Regions from separate parts of the Mus musculus genome. Here region 2 is linked to region 1. A link is a contact called in public Hi-C data. All regions are on one chromosome and are shown on one strand. The core of a region is the stretch at or near the end of the contact, and the rest is flanking DNA. Distances in the headings are between cores, read along the strand shown.

Evidence for each region. Hi-C and Micro-C count contacts between places; a contact is called where the count stands out from the background.
Region 2: a contact with region 1 is called in a Hi-C map of pancreatic cancer cells, with 2.9 times the contacts expected there. The contact joins the promoter of Tbl1x here to the enhancer-like site in region 1. A contact is called at or near these places in 7 of 484 Hi-C or Micro-C datasets (the AML12 cell line, CD4 T cells, Th1 cells and 3 more), 3 of 115 datasets of contacts at active chromatin or transcription factors (embryonic fibroblasts and embryonic stem cells) and 2 of 9 other capture datasets (adipose tissue and pancreatic islet).

Annotation. Positions count from the first base shown.
Region 1 is chrX:77,470,633-77,476,802 of GRCm38.p6, forward strand. No RefSeq gene overlaps it. Among named protein-coding and RNA genes, the nearest start is that of Tbl1x, 38 kb to the right of the region's middle. Within about 2 kb of position 3,074, at least 8 of the 459 cell types and tissues checked have an H3K27ac peak or open chromatin away from gene starts, as enhancers often do. A contact at or near this core is called in pancreatic cancer cells, where this site is marked.
Region 2 is chrX:77,508,678-77,514,991 of GRCm38.p6, forward strand. Tbl1x (transducin (beta)-like 1 X-linked) reads left to right here and starts at 2,550. Exons shown (of 16, transcript NM_020601.2): 1 at 2,550-2,592.

The sequences.
Region 1 (6,170 bases), core at 1,824-4,323:
GATATAAAGGCAGGGATCGGGAGTCTGAGGACACCCTCCTTGTCTCTACAACAAGTTCAAGGCTAGCTTGGAATATATGAAATCCTATCAAAATAAAATAAAATAAAATAAAGAAAAACAAATAGTAAGTGAGAAAGAGGTTCTCTCACCATGCTGGCTTCCCTAACACTTGTATTATTATTACTTTTCTTTTGGATCCCAAGGGCTTGTTGTTGAAATATACATGATAAACTGTCATTTTAAAGAAATGATAGCCAAGCCAGACATGGTGGTGTATGCCCCTAATCCCATAACATGGGAGGCAGAGGAAAACAGATCTCTGAATGTGAACCTAGACTATTCTACATATTGAGCACCAAGCCAGCCAGAACTACATATAGTGAGACACTGTCTCAAAAAAAAAAAAGGAGTGGGAGGAGGGGAATGAGGAGGAAGGGGAGGAGGAGGAAAGAAGCAATACCCTGGGGCTTGAAAGGTGGCTCAGCAGTTATGAGCACATACTGCTCTTGCAGAGGAGATCGTTTTGTTCCAAGTACCCACATCAGTGGCTCACATCCACCTCTACCTCCAACTCCAAGAGATCCAAAGTCTTCTTCTGCACTCCAAGGACAACTGTAAGCACACAGACACACAAATAAAAATAATTTTAAAGATATTTTTAACAACAACAAAAGAAATACTTTCTTAGGACGCAGATGTAGCTGTCTCTTGTGAGACTATGCCGGGGCCCAGCAAACACAGAAGTGGATGCTCACAGTCAGCTAATGGATGGATCATAGGGCTCCCAATGGAGGAGCTAGAGAAAGTAGCCAAGGAGCTAAAGGGATCTGCAACCCTATAGGTGGAACAACATTATGAGCTAACCAGTACCCCGGAGCTCTTGACTCTAGCTGCATATATATCAAAAGATGGCCTAGTCGTCCATCACTGGAAAGAGAGGCCCATTGGACTTGCAAACTTTATATGCCCCAGTACAGGGGAATACCAGGGCCAAAAAGGGGGAGTGGGTGGGCAGGGGAGTGGGGGTGGGTGGATATGGGGGACTTTTGGTATAGCATTGGAAATGTAAATGAGTTAAATACCTAATAAAAAATGGAAAAAAAAAACACAAATCTTTGGTTGATAATCATGGTTGGATTGAAGTAGTATCACCCTGATATAGTCATTAACACTTTGAAATTGATAACTGTATAAGTTACACTTTTCATGACTATAATAAAATATCTTACAAACTTAAAAAAAAAAAAAAAAAGAAATACTTTCTTAAGTATTCATTAGTATCGTACCTTCTGTGTGTGTCTAAAGTCATCTGCAGGGACCTTATAGCAGGAGAAGAACTTGTGAACAGGAGGATATAAGTTGAGGGGCTCCAAGAAAAGCAAACAGTTGGATCTAGGCCAGGGCTGGAAAACAGCAAAAATGACTCAGCAAGGCACCCCACTCCCACCCCCACCCCCACCAATGTTGCCATTAACTCCCTACCTGAGACTTAAGTTTGCAATGGTGCCATGTTTTTAAATGTATACACATAAGTGTACTGGGGATGCAGATTGACCATGTGGGTATGTATGGAATGTACGTGTGTGTTGACATTAGGGATTCCATTGTGTGTCATTTCTCAAATAACCTTGTTTTTGGTTACTTGAGATAGGGTTTCTCACTGATCCTGTAGCAGATTGATTAGAGTAGGCTAGCTAGCCTGTGGACTGCAGGCACATACCTGTCTCCACCTCCCCAAGTACTGGAATTACATGCATGCACTACCACATCTGGATTTTCATAAGGATTCAGGAACTCACAGAGGCCTGAAGAAGACATGAGGTATCCTGCTCAATCATACTCCTCCTTATTCCCTTGAGATAGGGTCTCTCACTGAACCTAGAGCTAGATTCAGTGGTTTTCCTGTCTTTGTTCCCTGAATAAAGCTTGGGTTACAGGTGCATACAAGCATACACAGTTTTGTTTTGTTTAATGTGGGTGCTGGGGATTCAAACTCAGATACCCAAGCTCAGCTTCTTGAGAAAGATCTCTCATTCACTGAGCCATCTCCCAAGCTCTCACAACACATCTCATGGAGATTTTCCACATGTCCTGTGCTCAACAGCTACTTGACATGAGTAAGGTGCAATTTTAGAGCCTTCTCTTTGTCTTCTGTATTCTGTGTAACCCAATAATGGGCCTTAAGGGTGTTTTTGTATCATTCTCTGGTCTCATACTCCATGGTAATACAGGATCCTTAGAGAACCATGCATTCCATGCTTTCCTTGTTACAGTCCTCCTTTAAAGCCTGACCTTGGGCTTCTCCATTTTATTGGGCATCTTGGACCTTTACTGTAAGTGTAGCTGAATCTAAACTCTGAGTGTTTGAGTGAAGAAATCTATAAGGATAAGGAGCTGGCAGCTTTCCAAGTAGGAAGCCACCACACTGGTTCCCCTTAATATCTCAGCATTCCTTAGGTTCCTACACAGCCTGACATATGCAATGTGTTCTTGGGGTCCTGGGGAGGGGTTCAAATTTTCAGCACTCCCTCTCAATCAACCGGCTATTCCTGAACCTAGTAGCTCTTTGGCCATTATTGAACTAACATGCAAAAAGAAGACTGCAGATCTAGACAGCAGAGTGTTAGACCTTGGTCAAATGGGTCTCAGGCAGACTACTCTCCTTTGCATATTGGGATATCAAGCATATTGGTCACTGGAGAACTGTCTCTGCTCTTCTATCATGCCTCTTTTTCTCTCCAGGATACCTTTACAGACCAGACCCAAAAAATGGCAACTAGGATTAAGTAGAAATCTAATCTAAGTCTGTTTGATCAGGAGAATAGATTCCTAGTATTCACTGTCAGTGTGTGACTCAGCTATGATCACATACCACACAAATGTCCCACAGTAACCCCATTTGTTGTATCACTTGGTGATTTCCTCTCAGCTACCCTAGTAATGTATTTCTTAGAACAGATGTCCATCATTAACCAGCTCTGTATTTGTCAAACACTACTTACCATGAGCCTGACCCTACTCTACAGTCCTTCTACAAATATTACCTGATTTAATCCTTGGAACACCACTGCTGACAATACAGTTTGCAGACCAGAATATGATGACCACACAAGCACTTGGCTCCAAAGTCCAGTTCCCAGACTCTATGGAGGTGCTCTTATCTCTGTGAGTTGGTGAGCTGACTCAGTGGGTAACAGCATTTGTTTCCATGCCTGATGATCTACATTCAGTCCCCAGAAAACACACGATGAAAGCAGAGAAGTTGTCTTGTAAGCTCACTATGCACACCTCCTATCTCCCACTAAATAAATAAATCAAATTTAATTACAAAATGTTAAAGCAAGCCAAGGGACATAGAAAATTTCCATAGTAGATTTAAATTGGAATTTTATAGGGTATAACTCCTTTTTCAAGTTCTGAGTTTTCTGTTTTTATAAATGTATATAATAAGCCTTTAAGTATTTTTTGTTCTCTTTAATTGTATGTGTGCTCTCTATGTGTGTACATGTGGGTGAACACAGAGGTAGATATCAGTCTTCTTCAGTTACTCTCCACCTTATTTTTTTGAATCAGGTGCTTTCTGAACCTGGCACTCCCTAATTCAGTGATACTGCCTAGACAGCAAGCCCCTGGGTTCTACCTGTCCCTGCCTCTTTCCTGCCACAGTTCTGGAGTTACAGGTGTATAATACCATATTCAGCTTTCTAAGTGAGCACCGACCCTAAGTGAACTCAGACCCTTATGTTTACATAGCAAACATTTTAGTAAATGAGTGCTCCCTGCCCCCAGCCTATCAAGTTCTGAATTCTTCGGATCTCTCCAGCTTACACCCTGACCAGCAACTACAGCCTGGGCGAGTATATCCTGAAGAAACTGAAGACACACCCAACCCTACAGTACCACTGTTTAATGTGAAAATCTCACTTAATATTGCTACTACAATTTCACCCACTTTTTTTTTTCTGCCATGAACATATTTTTGGTTTTGGCTTTTGTATTGTGGGGTTGTTATTGTTTTGCTTTGCTTTTCTCCTGCCTGCCTGACTCAGCTTTCTTGTTTCCAGGATTGATAATGAGCTCATGAATTTCCAGCATGTTAATTTGCATGACACGATGGTTTTGACAGAAGCTGGCAAGCTGTAGCCTGCACTCCACCAGGAAAGGGCTTGCTACTCTCTGGAATGCTGTAAACACTACAGAAACCTGGTAAATACATTTTTTTAAACTTCAGATTGTGAAACTCTGACAATTCTTTACATACATGTGAATAGGTCATCCTGGAATTTTGTTGAGACAGAGTTTCATGTAACCCAGGCTTGACCTCAAACCCCCCTATATAGCCAAGAATGACCTTGAACTCCTAATCTTCAAGCCTTTACCTCCCGAGTGCTGGTTTTATACAGGACTCACCACATCTAGTTATTCGGTCTGGTGGATCCAATACAGGGCTTCCTGCAAACTGCCCTCCTATCACAAAACTATCGCCAGCCCATTTCTTGCTATTTTCAACAGACTCACATACATTTAAAGTGATATCATCTTTGATTTTTCAGACTCTATGTTAAGTTATCCCTTCCTTTCTGTTTCTTGTGTGTGTGTGTGTGGGTGTGTCTTTGTGCATGTGTATGTGCATGGTGTGGCTGTGGATGGTGTGTGTGGATGGCACACATGTGGGTATACAGTCCATGCACATGCAGAGACCAGGGCAAGTCCCTCATTGACTTGAGACAAGGTTTCTCTCTGAACTGGAAGCAATCCATTTGACTAAGCCAGCTGTCCACCACGATCTCAGGATCTGCCTGTCTCTGGCTACAAAACCTGGTGTTTTAGGCATCAGCATAGCTGACTTTTTTATTTAGCATGAGTGCTGGGGATTTGAACCAAGGTTCTCATGATTTCAGAGCAAGTGCCCATACTCACTGAACCATCTTCCTATTCCCTAACCAAGTTTTGTTTTTGTTTTACACTATTGCCATGCTTTTATGTTCCTCGTTTTATATTCCCTGAATGTGTGCATCTTACTAGCGAGAGACCAGCCTGAGAATGGGTGAATTTTGCCTCTAAAATTCCTGTGCACTGGGAGCTGGAGAGATGGCTTAGAGGTTAAATGCACTTAATGCTGTTGCAGAAGACCTGAGTCAGTTTTCAGTATCCACATGGAGATTTACACTACCTCTAACTCAAGTTCCAAATGAATACCTTCTTCTGGCCTCAAGTGGAACCTGAACACATGTAGTACACATACATAAACATAGAAGCATGTGCACATGCACACAAACACACACTCACACACATACACACATGTGTGGTGGTGGTGGGGAGAGACTGTATGTATGTATGTATGTATGTATTTATTTTGGTTTTTCGAGACAGGGTTTCTCTGTATAGCCCTAGCTGTCCTGGTACTCACTCTGTAGACCAGGCTGGCCTCGAACTCAGAAATCCGCCTGCCTCTGCCTCCTGAGTGCTGGGATTAAAGGCATGTGCCACCACACCCGGCTTTTTTTTTTTTTTTGAGACTTTTTAAATAGAAAAACATTAAAAAGAAGTTCTATGCACCTCTGGGGGGGTTCTGTAATGTTAAATTCTTCATGTAACAACTGAGTCCAGGCAGAGTGGCTATTAAAAGAAGAAAGGGGTTTTCTGGATCACAGATCACAGCCTTTTTGTGGATGTACTAAAGATAAGAAATGGCACAACTAGATAAATAAATATTCCAAGCTTAGAAACTGAGACATTTGACATAAGTGCTCACGTGTATAGGTAGATGGTGGGGCCAGGAATGTGCATATGTGTTGAAAGAACACCTGGAAGTTGCTGATGTATACATGAGCCATGAGTGATGCTGTGATTACAGTTGAATTAATTGTCAGGAAATAAATTAGTAAATTAATGCAGGAATATGGATATATATATATACATACATATATATATATTCATCCGTATTTTGAGACAGGGTTAGGATTGTTTTTTGTTTGTTTGTTTTTTTTTGTGTGTGTGAAGGCCTAACTGTCCTGGAACTCACTATCTAGCCAATGCTGACCTTAAACTCAACAGAGATCCACCACCTCTGCCTCCCCAGTGCTGGGATAAAAGGTATGGATTACCACCACCCAGCAATATGTTTTTTCTTCAATTAAGTATTTCAGAAGAAATGTTTTCAAACGTTT
Region 2 (6,314 bases), core at 1,300-3,799, 38 kb after region 1:
CAAAGCAAAACAAGGGTTATTTATTTATTGTATGTGTACCTTTGAGAATTTATGTGTCCCACATGTATGCAGGAGCCCTAGGAGGACAGAAGAGGGCATAGTATCTCTTGGAATCAGAGTTACAAGTGGAGATGATCTGGCTTGTAGGTGCTAGAAATTGAAACTGAATTCTATGTAGCAAGTGATCTTAACGAAGATGAGCTATCTCTCCAAATCCCTAGTCCTTGACTGTCCAAAAGCAAGAATTGGGATTATTGCTATAATATATCACGCTGGCAAGGTCGAAAATTTAAACTCCCACTCTATTAGTCAGGGGAAGCCTATAATAAAACCTGGTCACTATGCTCCCTTAATGGCAGAAGAGATTTTTTTTTTACCCACTAATTTCCCATACTTTAAAGATGATCATCACTTATCAAGTAACAGATGCATGCAGGAATGCTTTTAACCAACTTCAGTTTGGAATTTTCAAGCACTAATTTGGGCAAGCCGAGCTGAGCAAGCTAGGTGGTTAGGGTTTGCTGCGCAGCTACTCGAGGGTCTGCGGTAGCAAAGAGCTGGCGACCGGGTAAAGCCTGAAGCTGTAATGATGTCAACTTGTTATTTACTTTCCAAATCTGAATGACTGAGCAAGGCGAAAGGAGAATCAATCAACCACAATGTGACCCTACAGGCGGAAAAAACGCAGCGCTACCACCAGCATGCAGTGGGGGAAGGGAAGCACGTGTAAACTGGGCCAGGGTTGCATCACGAGCAGGCTCAGGTTTTCGATTGCACCCTTCATAATACCTCAGCATCAGTCTGCACAAGCTCAGGAGCCCAAGAGCTAAGAAGGGCAGGCTCAAGGGAGCCCTACCAAGTCCTTTGGGGGTGGGGGTGCTTGAATGGCAGCTGATAGCTAATAAGCCTGTGTACTGCTGATTCACAATTATGGAGACTGTGTAAGTGTGGATTTTTTATTGATGCGCTCTAATAACTGTGTACCAACAGTCGTTTGACATATTTGACGTTTCGTAGAAATATTTTGCAAGGTAAATTTGAGGTCCGCCTTTTTGATGGAGAACCGGCCCCTTAAAAACTCGCCCCAGGTTCTCCCCTCCACCCCCAACTACCAGAGCAACAAATGCCTAGTGTTCAAGGAAGGAGCAAGTGAGGTTAGGGTTTAAATTGCGGAGTGTTACTGGGCGCTTAGCACCGAGCTCATTAGAAGCCTAAGGGAGGGGCAAATTGATTTTAAAAATACTCAGCAAGGCAGACACCAAAGGTGCTGAGGAGGAGGGCCGAATATTTATTTAATTGAATTAAAGGCGGGAGTATGGGGGGAAATCGTCACCGATGTGGAAGAGAGGAAGCGCCAGGGCTGGGCCTTACCAGCCTTGGCAACAGAAAACACTTTGCCAGCGCCTGCGGTTTCAGGCCTGGGGGTGGGGATTTACAGATTTGAGGGCCCCAGTACCCTAACATAGTCCTCCATAGTCCCAGCTTATTTGTGCCTTAGTCTTGTGTTAAAGCGTCTCCCCTATGCATTTCTGACTATTGGCCGAGAGGTGTTTTGCAAAGGTCATGGCTGCGCCCGAGTCCTCAATTTTTGCGGTGGGCGTAAAGGCAACTGGGGAGGGGGATGCTTTATGTCGTTAATTTTGAAGAAGATGCGCTTGGAGATGGTGTTACACGAGAACCTTCTAGGCTAGCTGGGCGGCTTCATCTTTTGAGGTGGGGGAGGGTAACACTTTCAGTGGCTTGGGTTACCATTCCCTCTTTAAATCTTCAGGGTGGCCCTTGTTCCCATCCCCCCTCCTCCCGAGCCACCTTGGCGTGAGGGGTGTGGGATTGAGTATCCGTGTAGGGGCCCTGTTCCCCCCTCATTCCTCTCTGAGCCTGGTAGGGGCCTGGTTGGGGCCCAGAGGGCAATGCTCAGGCTTCCCTCCTCCACCTTGGGCTTGGGGCGGGGAGAGGTGGGGGTGGGGAGGCTTTAGGGTGAAGAACTGTGCCGAGATGTAAGTCTTTTCCCTGCCCCCGGGGGGCTGGGTCTGGACTTGGTCCGGGGAAGGGCGGGCCTGGCGTCCTAGCCCTTACTGGGGGGAGGGGCTGCCGCGTGGGGACGCTGCCCCCCCAAGGAGCTCGGGGAGGGGCCGGCGGGCACGCGGTGGGGGAGGGCAGGGCTGTAGAGAGCCTCTTCCAGGTGTCTGGGGAGGGCGGCGCGCTGTCGACCCTCTTGGCACGTCTCCCAGCCTGGGTAGGCTTGCTCGCGTCCGCTCCCAGCGGAGGTCACTGGCCGTGTCGGTCCCTCCCGCCGTCCCGCCCTCTCCCGCCGCCGCCGCTCCCAGCCCAGCCCCCCCCAGTCTCGACGCTCGGGAGCGACAAGCCGCCAGCGCCCCCGCCCCGCCGCCGCTGCAGCGCCCTCCGGCCGCCATTCGCCACCGAAACTTTCCAGCGCTAGCTCTTCTCGTGGACTAGGTGGCGGGCCAGGGGTAGCGCGCGGCTGCTCCGGGGCGCTTGGCCCTCGTCGGCCTCCGCGCGGCCCGGGGTTGGTGACGGTGGACCCGCCAGTACGCTGAGTGCGCGGCCACAAGTTGCACGGCTCGCGGCGAGGTGAGTACACGCCGGGCAGGGGCTCAAACTTCTCGGGCCGAGGGGCGCGGTGGTGACCCCAATCGCGGGCCCTGAAGCTTCAGGAGGGGCAAGTTCCCGTGTGCCCCCCCAACCCCAGGTTGGGCGCGCTCCCTGCACGCCGAACAATACCTCTGGGGCGGCCGCTCCCCGAAGTGGCCGCGCGCGCGGGGGGCGGGAAAGGCCTGGGTGCGCCTTTGTTTTGGGGAGAGGGAAAGGCAAGTTTAGGGACGCTCTGCAGTTCGTCCCAGCATCTCTTTGTCTGAGGCTCCAGAGGGGGTTGGCTGGGCTGACCCGCGTCGCCCTGGGACTTGGGGGCCGCGCGGGATCCCCTTGTGGGGGAGGGGAGCCTCATTCATCCTCGAGGCGCGGGCCGGCGCTCCCGGAACACGGTGGACGCGCGGCGGCGCGCGGGGGATAGTGGCTGGCCCGTTTGTGATCAGTTTCCGAGGCGCAAACTGTCAGGGAAGTCCGGGAGCCCCCTCCCCATACCTACTCCCAGGCCTGGTCTCGGGGACCAGGGTGTGTGTGGGGGGGTGACAACGACGGAGGGCGGCTCCTCTGGCTAGGTGAGGGAGAGGGACCGCCCAGTACGGCCTGGGGAGGGTGTAAACCTGTTGCTTTGGGGCTGGGGAGGGGTTCTCCAGATCTGCACTCACCCACATCCTCGTCTTAGGAATTTCCCTTACGTAGAGAAGGGTGCTGGGAGCAGGAGTTTATGTAGGAGGGGTGCGCCTTTGAACGTCGGTGATCTTCGGGTTTTGTGACAACTTTAGGAGGAGACTACAGGCCCGCTGGTGCTGGATGGGGCCTGGGCTTCACGTGCGTGACCAGTGAGCAATCAGGAGCTTGGGGCTTTTTTTTTTCCCTCTCTCTCTCTTTTTTTCTTTTTCTTTTTTTTTTTCCCCCAGCGTCTGGCGTTCTCAGAGGCCTCCGCACTGTAAATTCCGCAGTTAGGGTCGGCTTGTTTCTTTCTGACCAAGTGTTGTGGGGCAAAACCTAAAACAGCTCCCCTCCCCCTAACCAAAACCTAAGCCATACTGCTAGTGCAAGTGTTTGTTTCTGTTCTGCTTTGGTGTGTGTGCCTTGACCTGACTAGTGTTTTTCTCTGAGCTAGTCCCTGGTTTAACTTAAAAGAGGACACAAGAATACAGGAGGAGGAGTGAGTGCTTTGTCCTACTCCCCCCCCCCCCCAGTCTTGGTTTAGGGTAGCAAATAGGTCTTGGTGAGCCTATGAAATTTACCATTGGTCATTTCTAAAGACACATATCAAGGTATGAAATAGTGTTGAGTGTAGATGGCACTTTTATTTTTAAAGGGATTTCGTGTCCAAGTGTGCTGCAGATTATTTTCATGGCACCACCCACCAGTGTAATTAGTACAACGATGAAAGTCGAAGTTCACTTGATCCACTTATTAAAATGGCCCCCTAAAGCTTTTCAAGCCTTTAATCACACACACACCTGTAGGACAGGCATGGGTGATTTGGGGTGTAAGGCTCTCATTTACCCCAGGATATGTCCTTACTTGGGTCAGAGAATTCCACTTAGGCAGCACTACTAAAAGAAAAAGGAAGATATTTTACTCCTTTTAATGGTATTGGGCAGATACTCATTTCAAGTTTACCTCGGTTTTGCTGTTGGGTTTTGCTATTTTTCTAGGCCCTGGGAGTCACACCAAAGCAAGGCCTTTGAGGGACACTGTGAATGGAAGCTGATTGTCTTCTAGTATGGTGGGTGGGCTACCAGGATCCTTGGGGTGATGATAATTTTCTTTGATGCGGGATTATTGTGGTTTGAATGAGAATGGCCTCCTTAGGCCATTTGAATGCTAGGTCCTCAATTGGTGGAAATGTTTTTGAGAAGGTTTAGAAGTGTGGCCTTTTAAGGTATGTGTATCCTTTTGAGGTTTCAAAGGCCCACACTATTCCCAGTTAGCTCACTCTCTGCCTGTGCTTGCGGATCAGATGTAAGCTCTCATGCTCCAGTGCCATGCCTACCTGCTGCCACAATCCCTGTTACGATGGATAGTCATGGACTCCAACCAGCCCTCTGAAACTATAAGTACTAGTGGGTTCTTCTGTAAGTTGCTATGGTCATGGTGTTTCTTCAAGGCAATAGAAAAATAAACAAGACAATTGGATCAGTTCAGAGAATTATAAACACCTTCAGGTTTTATATATTAATGTCTATAACTTAAGTTTGCTTTAGTAGACAGTATAGGTACCAGAAGTGTGATATAGGACTGTGGAATTGTAAATGGTCCTGAAGCCTGTTTTTTAATGTTCTCATGTATATGTAGATGTGTTTGTGCACTTATGTTTCTGGTTGCATGTGTATATGTATGAAGGAGGTGGATGTCAGAAATTGATATGGGATGTCTTCCTTTAGTTGGTAATTATCTATCCATGTTATTTTTTTCAGATAGGGTTTCTTTCTCATTCAAGTTGAAGCTCACTAATTTGGCTAGACTGACAAGCCCCAAGGATCCTCCTCAGTGTTGGAATCATAGATACAGACTGTAGCACTCACATTTTTACATGGGTTCCCAGGGATTAAATTCAGGTCCTCGATGTACTGATTGAGCTATCTCCTTGAACACCACTTTTTTTTTTTTCGAGACAGGGTTTCTCTGTGTAGCCCTGGCTGTCCTGGAACTAACTCTGTAGACCAGGCTGGCCTCGAACTCAGAATCCACCTGCCTCTGCCTCCCAAGTTCTGGGATTAAAGGCGTGCGCCACCACTGCTCGGCTTTGAACACTAATCAGAGGCTCTATGTTTTTTATTGTTATGGTCACATGGTGAATCTACCTTGTGAGGGCGTTTACTGGGAACCATAACTGAGAAACTGGTTACTTAGAGCATCCAAGCTGCTGTGTCCATTCCAAATGTTTGGAAACAAGAGGATACTATGAAAAAGCCCACCTACTTGACCAGTTGCTGGACCATGGAATTCTGTAATTTTTTTGAGCATCATTTTATGCATTTGCAAAAATCAAAAGGAGGGGCTAATGATGTAGCTCAGTTGCCTAGCAATCAGGGCTTAGCAAAAGAGGCCAGCCCTGAGTTCAGTCCCCATTTGTAGATGTCATTTCAGCGTTGAGAGAAGGTAGAGAGAAAGGTTAGTAACAGGCACAGTTTGGTTGCACAGAGAGGTTGTCTTAGCTATCGTGCCTGAGGCCTTTGGTTCGATCCCCATTCTAGAAAGAAACCAAGCAAAAACTTTGCATTTTATTATGCAAATAAAGAAACAAACTTCACTTTACCAGAATGTCCTGTAATGAAGATTTTAATTTTTTACATTTGATTTATTTATTTGTATGTGCTTGCACACGTAGAAGTCAGGACAAGGTATAGGAGTCATTTCTCTTTTTCCATCTTGTGGGTTTTGGGTGTCAAATTAGGCACCAAATCCCTTACTGGATACACCACATTAAGATGAGGACTTTATAGGCCTTTCTGATATGGATTACAATCGCTGTGTCCATTCTTTAGCCAAGGAAACTGATTTTTTTTTTTGATTTTGGTTTTTTGAGACAGGGTTTCTCTGTATAGCCCTGGCTGTTCTGGAACTCACTTTGTAGACTAGGCTGCCCTCGAACTCAGAAATCTGCCTGCCTCTGCCTCTGCCTCTGTCTCTGCCTCCAGAGTGCTGGGATTAAAGGCCTGCGCCACCACGACCGGCTTGGAAACTGATTCTTAACA